Regions from separate parts of the Macaca mulatta genome. Here all the other regions are linked to region 1. The links are chromatin contacts, called in public Hi-C maps. All regions are on one chromosome and are shown on one strand. The core of a region is the stretch at or near the end of the contact, and the rest is flanking DNA. Distances in the headings are between cores, read along the strand shown.

Region 1 (3,572 bases), core at 283-2,782:
TCCTCCAATCTGGTTTAAGTGACTTCCTATGCCCTTTATGGCATTCTGTCTTACTACCATGATGAATACGATGCATTATCATTGCCTGCTAACTTATTGTCCAGACCGGAGTTAGAAATGCATCTCTTATTCACCACTGTACCTCTCTCTGGTAATATAGTAAGCACTAAATAAATATTTAGTGCATATAATAAGCACTAAATAAATATTTGTTGAATTAAGAGTCTTTAGCAAGAAAGTCAAGTGCCTTAAGCCTAGAGTATAGTTTCAGCCTGGAAAAGAGTAGCCAATAGTGCCTAATGGACTCAAGTGGTCACAAAATGCCATCATTGAGAAGGGACGTTCAAAGATCACAGAACTGAATACATGGAAAAAGCTGAGATTCAGGAGGAGACCTGAGGTGTCCAAAGCCACAGAGAAAAGCAGCAACAGCAGCAATACAACAATTTTGGCTCAAATCTGACTTCTAAGCTAGTTCGCAGGCTGTAAGTTCAGTGCAGAAGGCCAATCTCTAGGGTATCCACCTCTGCCATGCGGGCAGATTAAGATCCGGTTTCTGTAGAGCAGGCTTGGAGCTCAGGTAAGGGATATGTATGGGTTTGCAATTGATGAGTGAGTGGATACAGAGTCTGGTTTTGAGTTCCAGGTCTGAGATCCAGTTTGGGTCGCGGGTTCAGGTCTCCCTCCCTCCCCTCCCCTCCCCTCCCCCTCGGCGCACTCACATGCCACCCTGTGAATGACCCAGAAGGTGATGCCCACCTCCGCCAGGCAGAGGCAGGCGGCCACCAGCAGCGTGTAGCGCGGCTCCCGCAGCAGCAGGCGCCGCTCTTGCCAGGCGCGCTGCAGCCATTGCTTGCAGAGTCCCGCTGCCTGGGCCGCGGAACCGGACCGTCCGCGTTTCCGCAGCCCAGCGGCCATCTTAACGGTGCACCGCTTGTGTGGGCCCACCACCCGCGGAAACCCGAACCTTCGACACTTAGGTTCCGCTTCCCGCGCCTGGCGTCCCACCAGGCTAAGCGCCGATCCGGGTAGCCAGTCTTCATTTACTCCACTAAAATGTAATTTTTCCTCTACATTTGTCTCCTCTGATGCACTCCACGCTCCATAGGAGCAGGAACAATGTCTTACTCCTCAGTTTATACCCAGCCCTAGGTACACAGGCGCTAATTTAGAACGAATGTCCAGAAAAGCAACATTCCTGCCTACCTCCGCTACAGTCCCTGAAGCCAACATTCTACTTCGCTTACGCTGGGAACATCTGTGTTCATGCTGTCTCTCCAGGAGGGCAAAGCCCCTGTTCGCGCCCCTCCTGCCTCTGCTTAGAGCCTTCCGGATGCTGAGAAAAATGAACCTTTCACTGATTTTCAGACTTCCTAATAAAAGTAATTCACATTGAAAATATGAGAGGACGCAGTGATGAGCCCACGTGAGTCTGACACCATGAATGCAGCTCTAGGAAATGAGTTGGCAATACAGCCGGAGGATTCAGGGTCTGGACGATGGTTTTCCCAGCCGGAGGATTGTTCAAAGAGCGCTTAGTAAAGGACGGAAGTTCCACGTGTTTGTGTTGAGCAACTGCAGGTGGTGGGCGGAGACACCAGGGCCCAGCCTTCTGCATCCTGCCGTCCGTATTGGCTGAAGGGCCGGCGGCTCTGGCAGTCCCCGCGGTTGAGAGCATGGCTTCTCCAGGGGCCGGTAGAGCGCCGCCGGAGTTACCGGAGCGGAACTGCGGGTACCGCGAAGTCCAGTACTGGGATCAGCGCTACCAAGGCGCAGCCGATTCTGCCCCCTACGATTGGTTCGGGGACTTCTCCTCCTTCCGTGCCCTCCTAGAGCCGGAGCTGCGGCCCGAGGACCGTATCCTTGTGTTAGGTGGGTAATCCCGGCGCGGCCCCGCCAGGTAGAGCTGGCAGGACCGGCGCCGCGCGGGCTTGGCCCGGTCCGCTTTCCTCCCGCCTGTCTACCCTCTTGGAGGACGCCTGAGTTGGGACGCGAGATCCAGCTCCTTCAGAGTCCCGGCTGTATTTAGTCAAGGCAAATAGAGTAAGAGATTGTCGGTCCCGGGGCCCTCGGGAGAAAGACACCCCCTCAGGGTTTGAACGTGGGGGGTACCCAAGAAGACCGTGTCCGGACCCTCGGGAGGCAGGCAGCCTTGGGGACCGAATTGCTCAGAGGACCTAGTTCAAGTCCTATCGCTAATTGACTTCTGTAACTTAGGACAAGTCATGAACCGGTTCTGAGCTTTAGATTCAGTTCTAGAAATGGGACTGCGAGTTCACATCGGAGGCGGCACGCGCAGGCACCTCGAGAATAATGCCCAGTGCTTTTCTTTTTACTCCTGGGCACTGGGAGCCAGAGTCATCTAGAGAGAGTCCTATCTGAAACTTGGTCCTATGCCTTAGAGAGTGAGAACAGCACCCTCTAAGGGTGGAGGGGAGATTGCCGCCCAGGGTGATGCGATTCCCCAAAGGGAAGACGTGCTGGAGGAAAGGTAGGGCTCTGGGGTGTTCGGCTGTCCTCTTGAGGTTCTCTCCTACTGTCAACCTTGGAGGCGCTAGTAAAGTTTGAATGAGCAACAGGTTTTCTTCCAATTGTCGTTTTTACTTTGCTCTTTGTAAAAGCCTTTTTGTATGTTTAAGTGACGTCTTTAATAAATAAAAGATATATGTAATATAGTACATATGTAAGGTATAAATAACAAATCTAATGTGTGTGTCTATTCCACTCAGTTTGAGAAATAGAACATTACTAGGGATAGAAAAAAAGTATAATTTAGTGGTTAAGAACTAGACTGGGCGCGGTGGCTCACGCCAGTAATCCCAACACTTTGGGAGGCCAAGGCGGGCGGATCACCTGAGGTCGGGAGTTCGAGATCAGTCTGACCAACATAGAGAAATGCCATCTCTACTAAAAATACAACAGATTAGTCGGGTGTGGTGGCACATGCCTGTAATCCCAGCTACTTGGGAGGCTAAGGCAGGAGAATCACTTGAACCCGGGAGGTGGAGGTTGTGGTGAACCAAGATCGTGCCATTGCACTCCAGCCTGGGCAAGAAGAGCAAAACTCCATCTCAAAAACAAAACAAAATAAAACAAAAAGAACCTGGACTGTGGGCTGGGCTCACGGTTCACGCTCGTAATCCCAGCACTTTGGGAGGCCAAGGTGGAAGGATCACTTGAGTGCAGGAGCTCAAGACCAGCCTGGGCAACATAGTGAGATCCCATCTCTACAAAAAATTTAGGTCAGAGTGGTGGCTTATGCTTGTAATCACAACACTTTGGGAGACCAAGGCGGGTGGATCATTTGAGGTCAGGAGTTCAAGATCAGCCTGGCCAACATGGTGAAACCCTGTCTCTACTAAAAATACAAAAATCAGCCAGGTGTGGTGGCACGTGCCTCTAATCCCAGGTACTTGGAAGGCTGAGGCAGGAGAATTGCTTGAGCCCAGGAGGTGAAGGTTGCGGTGAGCCAAGATTGCACCACTCCACTCCAGCCTGGGCAACAGAGTGAGACCCTGACTCAAAAAAAAAAAAAAAATTAAAAATTAGCTGGGTATGGTGGCCTGTGCCCA
Region 2 (3,572 bases), core at 713-3,212, 110 kb before region 1:
TAATTCTGTGTTTGAATACATGTGGATATACATATATTATATTTGAATACATATGTATGGGTGTGTGTGTGTAGGCATACACTCTAGCTCTAGTTCGAGATATACAAATTTAGGGAGGAAATGAAACGAATACCCATCAAATTATTAAGAATGGTTATGACTCTACAGATTGGATAGGATGAAAGAAGTGGGGAAAGGAAATTTTACTTCTTTACGTAGTGTGTGTGAGACAGATTATGTATATGTGGTTTCCAATATATTTCAAGTAAGTTTAAAAAAAAAAAAAGTTTGAGAGAGTCTTCCTGAAACTCATCTATTAAAATCATATCCATATAGCTACCAGTCTACAGAATTTTAAGACCTGGATTTACCATAAGCACAAATGCTTTTCGGCAGCGGATTCACCACTTCCCAACTTCCCAAGGTTGCGGGAATCATTTAAAATAAATGCTGCAATCGGACCTACTTTCCATACCCTGCCCCCCAAGAGTGTGTGTGTGTGTCCTATTTAATTCCTCCCCCCGCCCCCCATTTCTACCTCTGGATTTGTAAGGCAGTTGAACATTCCTTTTCTACAACGTGCATTCATTTAATTGAAAACTTTTACTTAATTGCCTTCAGCCTTTCCTTTTCCAGGATAAATCAAACGGTTTTCGTTCAGCACCCTAACCAGGGAAGAAATGACAGACTCCTCGGTTCCACGAGGCGAGCGCCGGGACACGACGGGTCAAGTCGGAATCGCCACGTGGAAACAACGCTCAGCATCGCAAACTTCAAATCCCGACGTGCAACGCGGGGCGGGATGGGAAGTTTGCAGGAACTGCAGAAGCCTGTGGCGTGGAACCTGGACAGGTCCCGTGCAAAAAGGGCGCGATGCTTTACAGAAAAGCTTCTTGCCTCCCAAATGACGCCCAGGCTTCCTGCCTTGTTCCACCTCTTTCCCACGGCCCCGCCCCTCTGCAGGGTTGGTTTATTCCCCGCAGCCCCCGCATCTTTCCCCAAAGAGAGAAAGGTGCTGCTGCGCCTTTTCAAGCCTTGGACCTTTACGCCCGCACTTTCCTCTGCCCAGAAAGCTTACTGCTTAATGCCAGTACAACTTACTGGTGTGCCTGGATCCACCCCTGTCTCCACTCTGCTTAAGACAGAGGAGGATGATAGGCTGGAAGAATGAATAGATGACATTAAATCGTCATTGTTATCCCCACATAACTTGGCAGCAAGATTGTGGAACTCTGCAGTCTGACAGATCGGGTTCCAATACCAGTTCTTCCACTTACTAGATGGGTAAACTTCCTTCATCCTTCTGAGAGTTCAAGAAATGTTTGCTGAACGAATGAATAAGATGTTTTGCAGAGATATGTGACGAATTAAATGAGATAATGCTTGTATCGTGCCTAGCCCAAAATCAGCGCTCAATGGAATTACTAGTCTCCCTACTATATGCCACCTTCTCTATGCAGGTTCTGAGTTCCTCGCAGCGGGGGGACATCTGGCTCGGTTCCATCTCCCCAAGGCGCTGGGTTCCCAGAAGTTTCTAGAATGAATACGGAGGGCTACATATTTCACATGCGCGGGGCGGGGAAACTGCTGGACGATTACAGGTTCCGGATGGAGCTGGCCCCTTCGTGGCGACCACAAATCCTATCACGCTGCAAGAATCTCGACTTGTTCACAGACAAATGAAGGCCGACGATACTTGCAGACCGAGTCTGACGTCTATGGGACCCCACCCCTACCCTGCGCCTCCAGGGGCCGGGACAACCGCGACCGGTCCCCACTCCTCGCGCCTCCGGGATCAACCTAGAACTCTGTGGGCGCCCGCAGAAGACGCATGCGCACTGCTCCCTCCTCGTCTCCTCCTTCCCTTCGTTAATTAGTTCATCGCATTTCAAGTGCTGGATCCTTTTTGTCCCTTATTGCGTGCGGTGTCAGCTTCCTTGCGGAAGTGGTGGCCGTGAGAGAAGAAGATGGCGGCCCCTGTAGTGGCGCCGCCTGGTGTGGTGGTTAGTCGGGCCAACAAGCGCAGCGGCGCGGGGCCGGGAGGCAGCGGTGGCGGGGGAGCCAGAGGGGCGGAGGAGGAACCGCCGCCGCCCCTACAAGCAGTTCTGGTGGCCGATAGCTTCGATCGCCGCTTCTTCCCCATCTCCAAGGACCAGCCTCGGGTGAGCGCAGCGCACGCGAGCAGCCAGAGGGCAGGAAGTGTGGCAGGGCTGGAGCAAGTTCTCCTTTCGGCTAACTACTACGGCAAGCCTTTGAAGGACTTGTGTCCATACTGTTATCCTAAAACCGAGTTTACGTGGTTAGGAAGGAGGCAGAGGTACTGTCTTAAACCCTGATGACTGCTGACCAAGTTAGTGGCCGGCAGATTTGGGCATTGGTAATGCTGTACACCTCGGGTTTGAAAGGAATGAAGAGAGCTAAATGTAGAAACAGCGCTTGAGAAAGTCTTCACGCGGGGATTCAGTGCCCCTGGAAGAGGCTGCGCCGCTTTTAACCTTGCAGATGACGGATGCTTAGGTGAAAAGAAACGACCTTTTGCCTCTGAAAGGGCGGTAATATGCCTTAAAAAGAACAGGCTAGATCTCGGTCAGTGTACTTTTTTTTTCCCCCTCCAGGTTCTAATGATACCCGGTGCTATCTGTCGAAAGGACAAAATGGGTTTAGTGGTTGATTGCCATCAGCCCCCGAGTTGTCTAGACAATGGAGTATTGAACTCAGCTGGGTCGTTCAGCAGCCCTCAGTTCAGAGAGAGGGAACTGCATGGGATTTAAGAAAATCCTCTCTAATTCTTTCGAAAAAGCCTAATGGCTGTTCATTTTTGAAAAGTGACGGGAGATGGCTAACCTCTGACACTTAGAAAGGGATCAAGGAAGGAAATCTTATGGGGAAGAAGGCCTTAGCAATGCTTAAATTTATGGAAATATGATTGATTTCCAGTATTATCCTTTGCCAGCGGTGAACTGCCATTCTGTCACAGCTCTGTGTCTGATACAAGGCACACAGATTCTGTACTTACCATCCCCAAATTGCAACGTTTCAGACTCAGGCTTAGAGCATGACGTGAACATCAAAGGCAGGAACCTGTGTACCTTTGAATTGGAAAGATACAGCAAAATTACACCATTTGGAAATATTAATAGAGGAGTGAAAATTGTTGCAGTGGGGTATCCAAAGGGATTCGAGACCTCAATTTTTTTTCATCTTCTATCCTTCAGGTCCTCTTGCCCCTGGCCAATGTGGCATTAATTGACTATACTCTGGAATTCCTGACTGCCACAGGTGTACAGGAAACATTTGTCTTTTGTTGCTGGAAAGCTGCTCAAATCAAAGAACATTTACTGTAAGGCCCTGCAACTTTTCTTCTTTTCTTTCCATGTTTCGCCATCTTTTTCCAGTTTCTTCAGGATGAATATAACTAAGGGGAAATGTGAGAAGGGAAAAATGTGTCTACTTAGACGTCATTGTAAGTTCTAAGGGTATTTTTTACACTTATCAGGAGGTGAGCAGCTGAAACTTTGTATCTGTCTGTCTTGGGTTTTCTATGACAAAGATTAAAGAATAAACTTGGGTTT
Region 3 (3,572 bases), core at 326-2,825, 92 kb before region 1:
CTAATTTTTGTATTTTTAGTAGAGAAGGGGCTTCACCATGTTGGCCAGGATGGTCTCAATCTCTTGACCCCATGATCTGCCCACCTCAGCCTCTCAAAGGGCTGGGATTACAGGCATAAGCCACTGTGCCTGGCCTAATTTTTGTATTTTTAATAGAGATGGGGTTTCACCATGTTGGCCAGGCTGGTCTTGAACTCCTAACCTAAGGCGATCCACCTGCCTCAGCCTCCCAAAGTGCTGGAATTACAGGCATGAGCCATTGCGCCCGGCTTCCCCTGTCACTATCATATCACTTTGTTTTACCTTCTTCATAGCAGTTGTCATTCTGAAGCTATGTATTTACAAGCCTATGTGTGTCCCTCCAGCAGACAGAAGGTCCTGAGAGCAGCCTTGTCTGTCTTGCTACCGCTATATCTCATGCAATATGCCTTACACATAGTAGGCCCTCAGTATTTATTAAATGAATTAAAAGTTACGGGGTGAGGAGATCTGTGAGGAACCGGCTATACCTAGTTCTGGTTTGAGACTTACTGTTTTAGGCGTGCATGCATCCACTTATTATTTTTTGTGTCGGGTGGGGGTGGGGGTGGGGGATGGAGTTTCACCCTTGTTGCCCAGGCTGGAGTGCAATGGCACGATCTTGGCTCACCGCAACCTCCGCAACCTCCGCCGCCCGAGTTCAAGCGATTCTCCTGCCTCAGCCTCCCGAGTAGCTGGGATTACAGGCATGCGCCACCACGCCCGGCTAATTTTTTTGTATTTTTAGTAGAGACGGGGTTTCTCCATGTAGGTCAGGCTGGTCCTAACCCTCGATCTCAGGCGATCCGCCCGCTTTGGCCTCCAAAGTGCTGGGATTACCAGCATGAGCCACCGCGCCCGGGGCCCACTTAGTCTTCATTCAATCCACTTACTAAACCACTACCTTGCAACTGGACGCTAAGATTATAGGGAGGAATCAGAACTGGATGCTGTCCAGCTCTCGAGATCAGTGTAGTAGACTCATTGACAGCAGTTGTGCTTCTCAAGAAACCCTGACTGGCCATGTTAAGGTCACTCTCCTCCAGGGATCCAGAGTCAGACCCACTCTCTTTCCCCAGGCCATTTCTGGGGACCAAAGCAATCCCTGCCTTCCACTCCTCCCGGACTGCAGAGCAGTCACCGATCCCACTTGGGTCCGGAGTCAGGGCCTTCAGGGGTCCTGGAACGCCGCCATCCCTGTGAATCTCCCCTTCCGTTTCTAGGGACCCGGGACCGGAGCGCCGCGGCCCAGCCAGTGGGCGGGACGTCAGTGGGGCCGGGTGGAAGCTCAGCCATCTGCCGCGAGGCCGGCGTCTCTCCGCTCTCCGCGGCGGCCGGGGGTGGGGCGCGCCGGGGCGGGGCCGCGCCGGGCCGGAGGAGGGGAGCGGGGGACGCAGCCCTGGGCCGGGAGGGCCGCGGCCACCGGAAGAGTCGCGGTCTCCAGTCCAGTCAGGAGAGTGAGGAGCGGAAGCGGCGGCCGCGGCGGCGGCGGGCGGCGCTGGGACCCGGGAGCGGCCGGAGAACAAGGGAGCTGACGCCGCGGGCAGCCGCCGAGCTGGGTTGAGCCGCTGGGCCGCGCCGCGCGCCGCCGCCGTCTGGGAGGCTCGGCCCGGCCGCCCGAGCAGGCCGCGCGCGGGCCGTCGGGCCCGAGGCCGGAGCCATGGGCGAGACCAAGATCATCTACCACTTGGACGGGCAGGAGACGCCGTACCTTGTGAAGCTACCCCTGCCCGCCGAGCGCGTCACGTTGGCTGACTTTAAGGGCGTTTTGCAGCGACCCAGCTATAAGTTCTTCTTCAAGTCTATGGACGACGATTTCGGGTGAGGATGGCCCCCGCCCCGCCTCCGGGGGCCCCGGCCGCTCCGGCTTCTAAGGGACGACGCGGTCCGTTTCGACTTCCCTCGCCACACCAGCTCCTAGCCCCGCTCTGACTTCTAGGGGCGACTCGGCCCATTTGGGCCCCTTTGGTTCCAGCCCCTCTGGCAACTCCCGTTCACCTCTGAAGGGGGGATCTTGGCCTCCCTTGTTTAAGGGGACGTCCAACTCCCCACGAGCAGAGTTCCTGCCGGTGCGGTCGCCTTACCTCGTCAGAGACCAGTGGCCCACAGAGACAGACACACACCCCCTCCACCTAGTTTCAGAGCCCGAGTCCCCCATCCTCCTCCTGCCGAGGAGCCAGAGCCACCTTTTTCCGCACAGACTTGCGTTGTGTGACCCTCGTTCTTCGCCCCCTTCATCTTTTCAGCAGCACAGCTCCCAGCCATATTTGGAGTATGCTGCATCTGAGGGCTCTGCTGGGACTTTGAGCTGGGGGAGGGGTGTCGGGGGTGCTCGGGCGCCTGGCGGTGAGCGGGGTCTGCAGATCTGATGTTTATCTAGCTGCCTCCCCTCTCCTTTGTGGGCCGTTGGGGGTGTTGTCACCGGAACAGAGAGCCTGACCCCTCAGTAGGCGTCCTCACTGACCCAGGTGCTGATCTTTCCTCCAATTTGGGTCTTTTTCCTCCATATGGTGGCCAGTGGGGAGACGTTGGGAAGGGCCTGGGGCCTGGGTGGGAGGGCCAGAAAGAGTTTCTTGGTGTTCTCCATCTTCCCCTCGCTGGTGGGGTCTTCCCTTCCACCCAGCTGCAGAGATCCGGACAGGCAGAGTTTGGAAGCACTTCCCCTTTAAGAGGGGATGGAATGTTGGAGCCGGAAGGTTCTGAAGCAGCTGGCCTGGGAAGGGGGGGCCTGGCTGATCCCCTCGAACCCCCCCCAACTCCCAGGAGACTGGGGGAGGGGGAGGCGCCCCACACTTGCCTGCCGTCTCATTAACTGGGCGCTGGGCCTGGAGGCGGTGGGGAAGGCCCCTCCAGGCCTGAAGGCTGCCTCTCCAGCCCTAGCCTGAGGCCTGCACTGCTTTTTGGAGCTGAGGCCCTACAGCCAAGAGGAGTCTTTCTCCTCCCCAGTGTTCAGTTGTCGGGCTTCTCTCCCAAGCCCCTGGCCCACCTAGCACTAGGAAGCAAGCACCTTCTGTCTAATGCCTGGCATGTTTTGCTGTCACCTGAAACTCAGGGTTGGATGAGCCCGTGAAATCATGTGTGTGAGAGTGCTTTGTACAGTGGGCAGTGCTATGTAGATTCTAACTATTCTTGTTTCTGTTGTTGTTCCTGCCCTGGGGTGGGGTGCTCCTGCTGTGATAATGATTGTCTGCCTTCAGCCCAGAGACAGACACCTCTGATTGGAAGATTCTGAGGAGGGATGGATCTGGAAGGGGTCTGTGTGAGCGGGTGGATGCTTTGGCCTGGCAAGAGAAGAACAGGATTAGAAGGGATCAAGCTACTGCCCCCACACAAGGAAAAGGGGAAGATCAACCAGAGTCCAGTGCCCTGGGGCCACCTCAGATCCAGATGCCTTGAGGGACTAGAATAGGCTGTCTCTCCACCCCCCACTTATCTCTAGACCCACTGGGCCTGGCCCCTGCCTCCTAAGCCTGGACAACTCTGGGCTGCTCTCCCAATCCCAAGGCTGCTGTTGAGCCAGGCCTAACTGCAGTTATAAGAGGGCCCCCATTACA

Evidence for each region. Hi-C and Micro-C count contacts between places; a contact is called where the count stands out from the background.
Region 2: a Hi-C map of cortical neurons shows a contact between it and region 1, with 6 times the contacts expected there. The contact joins the promoter of EIF2B5 here to the promoter of ALG3 in region 1. A contact is called at or near these places in 4 of 14 Hi-C or Micro-C datasets (CD4 T cells, cortical neurons, fetal cortex germinal zone and 1 more).
Region 3: a Hi-C map of cortical neurons shows a contact between it and region 1, with 2.9 times the contacts expected there. The contact joins the promoter of DVL3 here to the promoter of ALG3 in region 1. A contact is called at or near these places in 3 of 14 Hi-C or Micro-C datasets (CD4 T cells, cortical neurons and liver).

The regions. Positions count from the first base shown.
Region 1 is chr2:96,381,849-96,385,420 of T2T-MMU8v2.0, forward strand. ALG3 (ALG3 alpha-1,3- mannosyltransferase) reads right to left here and starts at 1,533. Exons shown (of 9, transcript XM_077991882.1): 1 at 1,207-1,533. It overlaps EEF1AKMT4 (EEF1A lysine methyltransferase 4), which reads left to right and starts at 1,548. Exons shown (of 3, transcript XM_015131481.3): 1 at 1,548-1,872. The coding sequence starts at 1,677.
Region 2 is chr2:96,268,479-96,272,050 of T2T-MMU8v2.0, forward strand. It overlaps EIF2B5 (eukaryotic translation initiation factor 2B subunit epsilon), which reads left to right and starts at 1,963. Exons shown (of 16, transcript NM_001266121.1): 1 at 1,963-2,162; 2 at 3,216-3,340. The coding sequence starts at 1,968. It overlaps LOC144339076 (a long non-coding RNA gene), which reads right to left and starts at 1,840. Exons shown (of 4, transcript XR_013413733.1): 1 at 1,769-1,840; 2 at 1,278-1,303; 3 at 1,102-1,159; 4 at 1-844.
Region 3 is chr2:96,290,221-96,293,792 of T2T-MMU8v2.0, forward strand. DVL3 (dishevelled segment polarity protein 3) reads left to right here and starts at 1,576. Exons shown (of 16, transcript XM_015131485.3): 1 at 1,576-1,839. The coding sequence starts at 1,679. LOC144339064 (a long non-coding RNA gene) reads right to left here and starts at 1,353. Exons shown (of 3, transcript XR_013413719.1): 1 at 532-1,353.